Regions from separate parts of the Capra hircus genome. Here region 1 is linked to region 2. Evidence: chromatin contacts called from public Hi-C data. All regions are on one chromosome and are shown on one strand. Each heading gives the region's core, a stretch centred on a gene start, on an enhancer-like site or on the middle of the called end of the contact. The rest is flanking DNA. Distances are from core to core; before and after follow the strand shown. Region 1 has its middle 15 kb from the start of SLC6A6. Region 2 overlaps SLC6A6 (sodium- and chloride-dependent taurine transporter).

Region 1 (3,934 bases), core at 540-3,039, 57 kb after region 2:
GGCCCGTCCTGGGAGCCCAGAGAGAGGCGTGTGAACCACGAGGGACGAGGGGTTAGCAGAGCCAGTGACGAGGATTGACAGTGACAAGTGGACGTGTCCACCTGGAGCCCGGCCACCGGCGGCCCTGGAGACGGGCTTCCATGGAGAGCAAGCAACGGAAGTCTGAATGCAGTGGCCCAGGGGGGCGAGCTGGGGGGCAAGTGAAGGCCTGCAGCGTGGACACGTCATGTTCCCAAATATTCCTTCATGTGCGTACTTCTCCCCTTCCCTGAGGAGCGCCTCCAAGCCCCGGGGATCTGGGGGCTACAGAAGCAGACAGCACAGTCGACATCCTCAAGGAACACGAGGTCCGCGGGGAGACGCAGAGACCGTGGGCGAGTGACTGAATGAACCGGTGAACAGGCGAGGTTTTCTCGGGAAACGCCTCCAGGGCTAGCCCTCCCCCCAGCCCCGCATAGCCCTGGGGCCGGCACGCAGCCTCTGGGGTCGGACGGCCCCAGTTCTCGTACTGACAAGCTGCGTGACCTTGGGCACGTGGCTACACCTCTCTGGGCTGGTGGACTGGCAGCCCAGGGGTCAGCACGCGGCTGTGAGAGGCTCTTCCAGGCTGGCAGAGCCCCTGGGAGCTGTGTTTGATCTCTCTCGTTCTCATGAAACACACGTGACCAAGTGAGTGGCTCGTCGGTTTTGTTTTTGGTTTTGAAGGAGGGAAGAAGAAAATGGGGCCGGGTGGGGTGTGGGTGGAGACAGGGAGGTGGGATGGGAGGGAGAGGGAGGGGGCGGCTCCAGAGCGCCCCCGCCCCCAGCACAGCCCCCATTCGCGGCTCTCTGACAGTGCATTTAATCCCCACGGCGGCCCCGGCGAGGCAGGTGCTGCGGTCATCGGCACTGCGCCAACAGGGAAATGAAGCAATCCGCCCAGCAATCCGCCCCGTGTGACAGGCCCCTGGGAGCAGGGCGGGACTGGAATCCTGGCAGCCTGATCCCAGAGCAATTGGGAAAGGGGGTGGCGGTCTGAGCAGACCAGCCTCGGAGCCTCTGGACCAGAGAGGGGCGGAGCCCGGCCATCCTGAAACACCCACCTCCCTTGGCCTCTTCCTGATCTCTGCTGGGGCTTTCAACACCCCGCGCAGTGAGCCCCGAGTCAGCCCCTGCCTGCAGGCCCACACGCCCTGAGAGATGTTGTCCGCGGGAGGCCTGTCCCTGACTCAGGCCTGGCCTCCACAGAAGCTTCCTCACTGGCTTCCCGCAGCCCCCAGGGAAAAAGCCAACTCACGCGTCCCTTTCTTGCTAACAACCTTCAGCAGCTCCCTTCTGTCCTCCAACTGCTCCAGTCCCTCAGTCCAGCCCTCAAGCTCTCACCTAGAGAGCCTAGCCGCTCGCCCCGGACAGCCCGCCCACTGCACTAGCCGCTTCCGACCGGCCACACGGAAGGCTTCTCTTTCCTTTGGATTTTCCCACTGTTGCGTCTTTGCTTGGGCAGCTCCTCTGTGGGTCCAGCCGGCCCCCCAGCTCCCCAGGCCAAGCCGAGGGCTCCTCCTGAATTAGCGGACAGAGCTCAGCGCCCTGTCTCACCACCGCGCATTTTGCACCATTTAGCGCCGAGCTCCTTGAGGCCAGGATGGGGGTGCGTAGAGGCTGGCCCTCTCTGTAGCCCTCGCACCCCCCACCCCCTCACAGGGAGGGCGGGATGGCGGTGGGATTTTGGCCCAAGGAGCCACGGGCGGCGCGCCCCTGAGGGATTCACTGTTCACCAGAGACCGTCAGGCAGCCGAGACTGAGCGCCTAGGCCTCAGGGGGCCTCCGACCCTGAGCGAACCCGAGAAGCTGGAGCCCCGCGTCCTGCACCTGCCGAAGCCCGCGAGACGCCGGCCAGAGGCTTACCTGAGGCCGCCGCTGCCTGCGCGGGCTCTGCCCTGAGAAGCGGCACCCGACGCCCGTTCCCACGACTTGCAACACCACGGCGGTCATGGCGGAAGGAGCCCCGCTGCTCACTGACTCCAGGTGCTTCTTCCAGGGGGCAGGTCGCCCTGAGGGCAGGACTGCGGTGCCCGGGGCTTGGCAGGTGGTGCCTGGCACAGAGCCCAGCCTTCTGGCCTCCAGGAGGCTCAGATCCCTCTGCCTGGCCCTGGGGCGGTGGCATTGTCAGGAGGGAGCCCTGGGCAGGGAGATGAGGCTGGGGGTCCTGAGGGGCTGCCCGGAGCTGGGCTGGAGGGGAGGCAAGGTCATCGGAGGCCCCTGCGGGTCCTGGGAGCCCTTGAGCTGGGCTGGCGGACTCAGTGGTGCTTCAGGCAGGAGGTCACATGGCAGCTGGGACAGATGCTCTGATTTCTAGGACGCGGTGGCCAGGCTCCCTCCCTAGCTGTGTGCTGTGGAAGAGGCCTTTCAAATAATGTGACCCTCAGGGGGCTTCCCTGGTGGCTCAGAAGGTAAAGAACCTGCCTGCGATGCAGAGTTCAATCCTGGGTCGGGAAGATCCCCTGGAGGCGGGCATGGCAACCCACTGCAGTGTCCTTGCCTGGAGAATCCCTTGGACAGAGGAGCTGGCGGACTGCAGTCCAGGGGGTCACAGAGAGTCGCACACGACTGAGTGACTAACACTTTCACTTTCACAGGAAGTTGCAGAACTCGGTTCGAGGTGAAGCAAGCGCCGTTCTCAGCACAGGGCCCAGGGCGGGGGACGCCCCGGAGAGCTGCCAGGACCTCAGTCCTCACAGGAGCCCCACAGGGTGTGGGCACTGCGGATGCTACTTGGCAGACGCGGCCCCAGCACCCAGGAAGCCAAGGCCTTCCCTGCAGTGGTCCCGGTCGTCCCTGTGGTCTCCTGGCCCCCCTCTCGCCCCTCCAGTCCTCTCTGGGCTGTCTCTGCTAGGCTCGTGGCCCCTAGGACTGTTGGTGGTCCCCTGCCGCCTGCAGAACAGGGAACAGGCAGTCCTCCAGGAGCGTCACACCCAGCCGCCCCTCCCAGCCTGTCCCCTCCGTCCTCGGGGCCCAGAGGTGCCCGCCCCGGATTCTCCTCACCCTGGCTGCTCCAGTCTCCCCACCTGATGCTTCACGTAGCCCCTGCCGAATCCCCTCCATTCTCCAGGTGCCGCGGAGGGCCACCCCCTTTGGGCAGCCTGCTGCGTTTCCCAGTCCCATGGAATTCCGCCCCTCGCCCCCGGGGACATCACGGACGTTTTGCCCACCCTGTCCTCGCAGCCTCTCCACTTACAGAGAATTTGGGGTTGGACCGTCCAGGACTCTGTAGGTCTTTGTGCCTCTCTGAGCCTCCATCTACCCATCTGTACAGTGGGACGTGAGGCCACCAGCTGCTCCCTCGGCTGGAAGAATGAAAAGAAGGCCCCGATGCGAGGTGAGCGCTGTCATCTCCAAGTTCTAGACGCGTGGGAAGATCACCCCAGCGGGGTCTTCGCGGTAGCCACCTGCTCTGGCTGGGAGGACTCTGCTCTCGAGGGAGGAAACCCCAGCCTTCCCTCTGCCCACAGCCACTGCCGGGTCCGGGCTGGGTGGGCCACCGGCTTCCAGCCGATGAGATATAAGACAGAGGCTGCAGAGGGGCTTTGGGGAAAGGTTTTCCTCGTGGAGAGGGAGACACCTCATGGTTCAAGGTGGGTAGCCGGGGCTCTGCCCCACCTCTCGCTGCTCAGGGCACTTTGCTATCTGGAGCCGCAGCCGCCATCTGTGTCCATGAGGGAAGGCACCTCTGACATGCCGAGGATGGTGTCATCGCCGCCGGTGGACAGTCAGAAGATGCTGGCGTCCCTGGGACAGGGACTGAGCTACTGAGCCTCCTGGGGTCTATCAGAGCTGAGACTTGAGTGACATGAGCCAGACGTGTGGCAATCGAGGGGAGGGGTGTTCCAGGCACAGGGGACAGCTGGTGCAAAGTCCCAGGCAGGAAGGAGCCTGGTGTGTCCTGGGCCAGTGTTCA
Region 2 (4,012 bases), core at 772-3,271:
CCATCCCGGCCACGTTCATCTCCCGCCTCCGAGGATCGCCATGGGAGCGGAGGCAGGCTGACCTGGGGGAGGTCGAGGAGGAGGCCTGAAACGCTGGGCGGGGGAGCCCCCTCACTGTGCCCGGCAACCCCTCCAGCCCGCCCTCTGCCCAGCCCAGGCTCACCTCCACCGTTTTTGTAGCAGAGGTAGGGGAAACGCCAGACGTTGCCCAAGCCGACGAAGCCGCCGGCCACGGAGAGCACAAAGTCGATCCTGCTGGCCCACTTCTCCCGCTGCGGGGGCTTCCCCTCGGCCTCGTCCTCCGGCCGGGTGCCCGGGCTTTTCCCGGGGGACGGCTTCAGGATGTCCTTGTGGAAATCTTTCAGACACTGCAGCTTCTCCTTGGTGGCCATGTCCTCCTCCTCGCTTTCTATGGCGGAAAGAGCAGACCCCAACGTGCGTCAGTAAGGGGCAGGCTGCGCGTCCTGGCACGACCCTGCGGGCCACCTCTGACCTGCCGGGCCTGAGGCAGAGGGCCTGCCACCCCCTCGTCCGTCCACCCCTTGGACCCCCCACCCCAGGTGATCGGGAGCCTGAGGATCTGGGGACCGATAGCTGCCATCCCCTGGCCACCTGTCCAACAGAAGCACCGGGGCCCATATCCACCAGCCCCGAATGCCACCCCCCTCATTCTGCACCTGCAGGGAGAGGAGCACAAAACCACCCAGCCCTGGCAGTGTCTCCGCATAACACAACACCCTCCACGCAGGTCTAGCATCGCTTCCAGATCACAGCCTGCCTGCATCCTCTAGAGATCGTCTCCGAATCTCAGGTTTGCAGAGAAACTGGTGCCGCGGGGCAGGCCCTGGCCCAGCGGAGGCGCTCACCCCTCCCGGTTTTAAAGAACGGAGCTTCAGGCTGTCATGTTTTCACGCTCCAGTGTTTCCAAGCATGTGTTTCAGTACTTGGAAACAGGGTTTCCATCAAATACAGACCACGGGAGCTTATGAAATACACTGGCGTCTTCTTAGCCAGTTGCATGCCTGCAGCATCAGGACAGGGATTTGCGCCAGGACAGGACTCTGGAAGGACTCCTGGTAGTTCCCACGAGTCCAGCCCTCATCATCTGTGCTCGGGTCCACCCTGACCCCTGGACCACCCAGGCCCCGGCCCGCTGATTGCCCTGTGGGTTCAGCAAGGGGGCGGGGGCCCAGGGTTATCAAGCCTCTAAGCTGCTCATGCTCACCCTCAGTGGCCCCCTGCTCGGACCTCATCCCAGAAGTCTACAACCAGCTACTGCGGCAACCCCCTCTCTGTACTGCGTCTGGTCCCCGAGTCCTCAGTGTTCCTGGCAGCTTGACCTTGAGAGCAAGAGCATCTGGGTCCCGCCCAGCAGGAGAAGGTGCCTCCTACCCCCATGTGCCAGAGGACCATGAAGACCGGGGAGCTTCAGTCTCCCCGACTTCAGAATGAAAAGGATGAAGGCAGAGGGTGTTGATGCAGAGCCAGCTGCTTGTCTGTATGAGCCAAATGGGTGGCCAGTGCTGACTCTCAGATTCCGGGGTAAAGTCGAGATTTCTAGGTTTCCTGGAGAAACCAGAAGGCGGACCCCACGTTGGACTCACTCCTATGGCGGCCATCCGCTGGACCAGAGGGGGCCATCGCCCTGGTGCACAGGGAAGCTTGCCACCTGGACCTGTCCAGGGGCATCTGAGTCTGCACTGAGTTACAGTGGCATGAGCTGAAAATGCCTTGGTTGCTTCCTTGCTAACAGTCTCCTCCTCAACTAGAACAGAGCCTGCAGGGTGCCGGGACCTGCCTTGCCCATGGCTGGGTGTCCTGAGCTGGTGCACAGTAGGTCGTCAGCTAAGAACGGCTGGGTCGCTGGCTCCCAGAGTAGGTACGCAGGTAGCTGGGGCCCAGTGGCACCCCCCAACTCTGCTGCTTCCCAACCCTGGGATACCGTGGGGCCTGAAGGAGGTCCGGCCGGGCCAGGTGACAACTGCCAAGGACCAAGGGAGGCGAGGAGGGCACGCTGGCCTGGCCCTGGCCCCGGCCCCTGCAGCCAGGCCCTCGGGGGCCGTGCTCGGAGGAGGAGAGGCACGCAAGCACACAGAATCCCCGCTTCCCCCACGCCTCCTTCCTCTCCCTGGCTCGGGGTGGGGGACCCCGATTGTTTCGCTATCTGGCAGTGAGCAGACCGAGAAAAGGCTTCCTGGAGCCGCCGGGCGGCTCACCGGGCCTTCCTCTGTCTCCCGGAGCGCAGACGGCGGGGCATCCGCAGGCCTTTCTTCGCCTGCTCCCCTGGGGCGACGCGGGGTTCTGCCGAGCGCACGGCTACTGTAAAAATAGCCCGAGCGGCCAGCATTGTTCCAGCACGGAGCTCTGCAGCCCCCGATGGTTATCTCTGGGCCCATTGTGGCCCGGCTGGACCGCAGCATAATTGGAGGATGTGGGACTCCACTCCCTCCCGGTAGAGATGTTTTCCAGGGAATGACCCTGGAGTCTCCTCATCAAGACGGGCTGGTGCCGCCCTTTCAGGCTCTCCTTGGATCTTGGGGCCGGAAGGCGCTTCACCAGGTCAGCCAGGCGGAGGGGGTGGTGACTGGTGGCTGCTCATATAGCCTGTGGGCGCTTGCGAAGCCACCCTGAGTCCTGGCTCTGAGCTCTGGACCCAGGCCCATGGCCCCCTCTGGCCCTAGAGAACCCTCGGGAAACGTGTGCGTGCAAAGTCAGTTCAGTCGTGTTCAACTCTTTGCAACCCTCTGGACCGTAGCCTGCCAGGCTCCTCTGTCCATGGGATTTCCCAGGCAAGAATACTGGAGTGGGTTGCCATGCCCTCCTCCAGGGGATCTTCCCGACCCAGGGATCGAACCCGCGTCTCTTATGTCTCCTGCATTGGCAGGCGGGTTCTTTACCACTAGCGCCCCCCGGGAAGCCCTGAAACGTGAGCCAGGGGTCAAAACACAAGCTCCCTGAGCCCCTCGGCTCCAGGCTCTCTGGTGCCACGTAAGATAAGACTTCAGCCCCTCTTTCCCACACTCAGGAACTCATCTTATTGACGCCTGTAGCTGAACCAGGAGCCTGTCATGTCCTGGTGTCTGCGGTGCCCCTACTCCTCATTTCTAAGGTGTCCACGGAGATGTACTTCAGGGACGCCCCCCAACCTGTGGCCGCCCCGTCACAAGCTCGCTGGCCTTTGGGAGCGCACAGCCCAGCCCTGCCCACGCTTTACTCGAGACGCACACATGCCCGGACGAGGTCAGCTGCGGGCAGGCAACCCCGACTCCCCCTCAGAGGGGAGGCTCTTTCCAAGCCCCTCTGGAGCTTCCGACCGGCCCCATACCCGTGGAAGCCCACAGCAGCATGACCCGCAGATGCGGCCTCCGGTACGTTCCTGACATCCACCCACGTGTCTCCATCACCCCGGCAACCAGCTGGCGCAGGCCCCACAGCCCTCCATGGACATCCCCTGCAGCCTCCGCCCAGGTGCCCCCTGCTGCTACTCTGCCCACCCCACCCCTACACTCTGTTCTCAAAACCCCAGCCGGAAGCAACTCACAAAGCACTTTCAGATCCCAATGCCCTCCTACCCAGTGCTCCGTCTCTCCCAGCAGAAGACATCCGCCACAGCCTACTGGATCTCAGCATGGGCCCTTTCTCTGGGACGCTGGCCCCACGGAACCGCTTTGTGTTCAGCCCACTCCTCAGCCTCAGGCTCCCTGCACGGAGGCCTCAGGCCCTCTGCAGGCAGCCTGGACCCTGCAGGAATCAGAGCGTGAGCCCTGGCCTGGAAGCTGAGGGCCATTTCCCAGCTGAGTGACCTCAGGAAAGTTGTGCAACCCCTCTGGGTCCTCAGTGTGTCAAAGTGTGAAGAGGGATAACTGTGGCCACCTCACAGGGATGCTGTGAGGACTGAACAAGGGGGTTCCCAGAGCAAATACCCCTTCACTAGTTATCTGCCAGTATTCCTGGGCTTCCCAGGTGGCTCAATGGTGAAGAATTTGCCTGCCAACCCAGGAGACATTAGACA

Evidence for each region. Hi-C and Micro-C count contacts between places; a contact is called where the count stands out from the background.
Region 1: a contact with region 2 is called in a Hi-C map of blood, with 1.8 times the contacts expected there. The contact joins two enhancer-like sites.

Annotation. Positions count from the first base shown.
Region 1 is chr22:57,824,647-57,828,580 of ARS1.2, forward strand. No RefSeq gene overlaps it. Among named protein-coding and RNA genes, the nearest start is that of SLC6A6, 15 kb to the left of the region's middle. Within about 2 kb of position 1,790, at least 4 of the 5 cell types and tissues checked have an H3K27ac peak or open chromatin away from gene starts, as enhancers often do.
Region 2 is chr22:57,767,385-57,771,396 of ARS1.2, forward strand. It overlaps SLC6A6 (sodium- and chloride-dependent taurine transporter), which reads right to left. Exons shown (of 14, transcript XM_018067225.1): 2 at 164-409. Among named protein-coding and RNA genes, the nearest start is that of SLC6A6, 42 kb to the right of the region's middle. Within about 2 kb of position 2,022, at least 1 of the 5 cell types and tissues checked has an H3K27ac peak or open chromatin away from gene starts, as enhancers often do.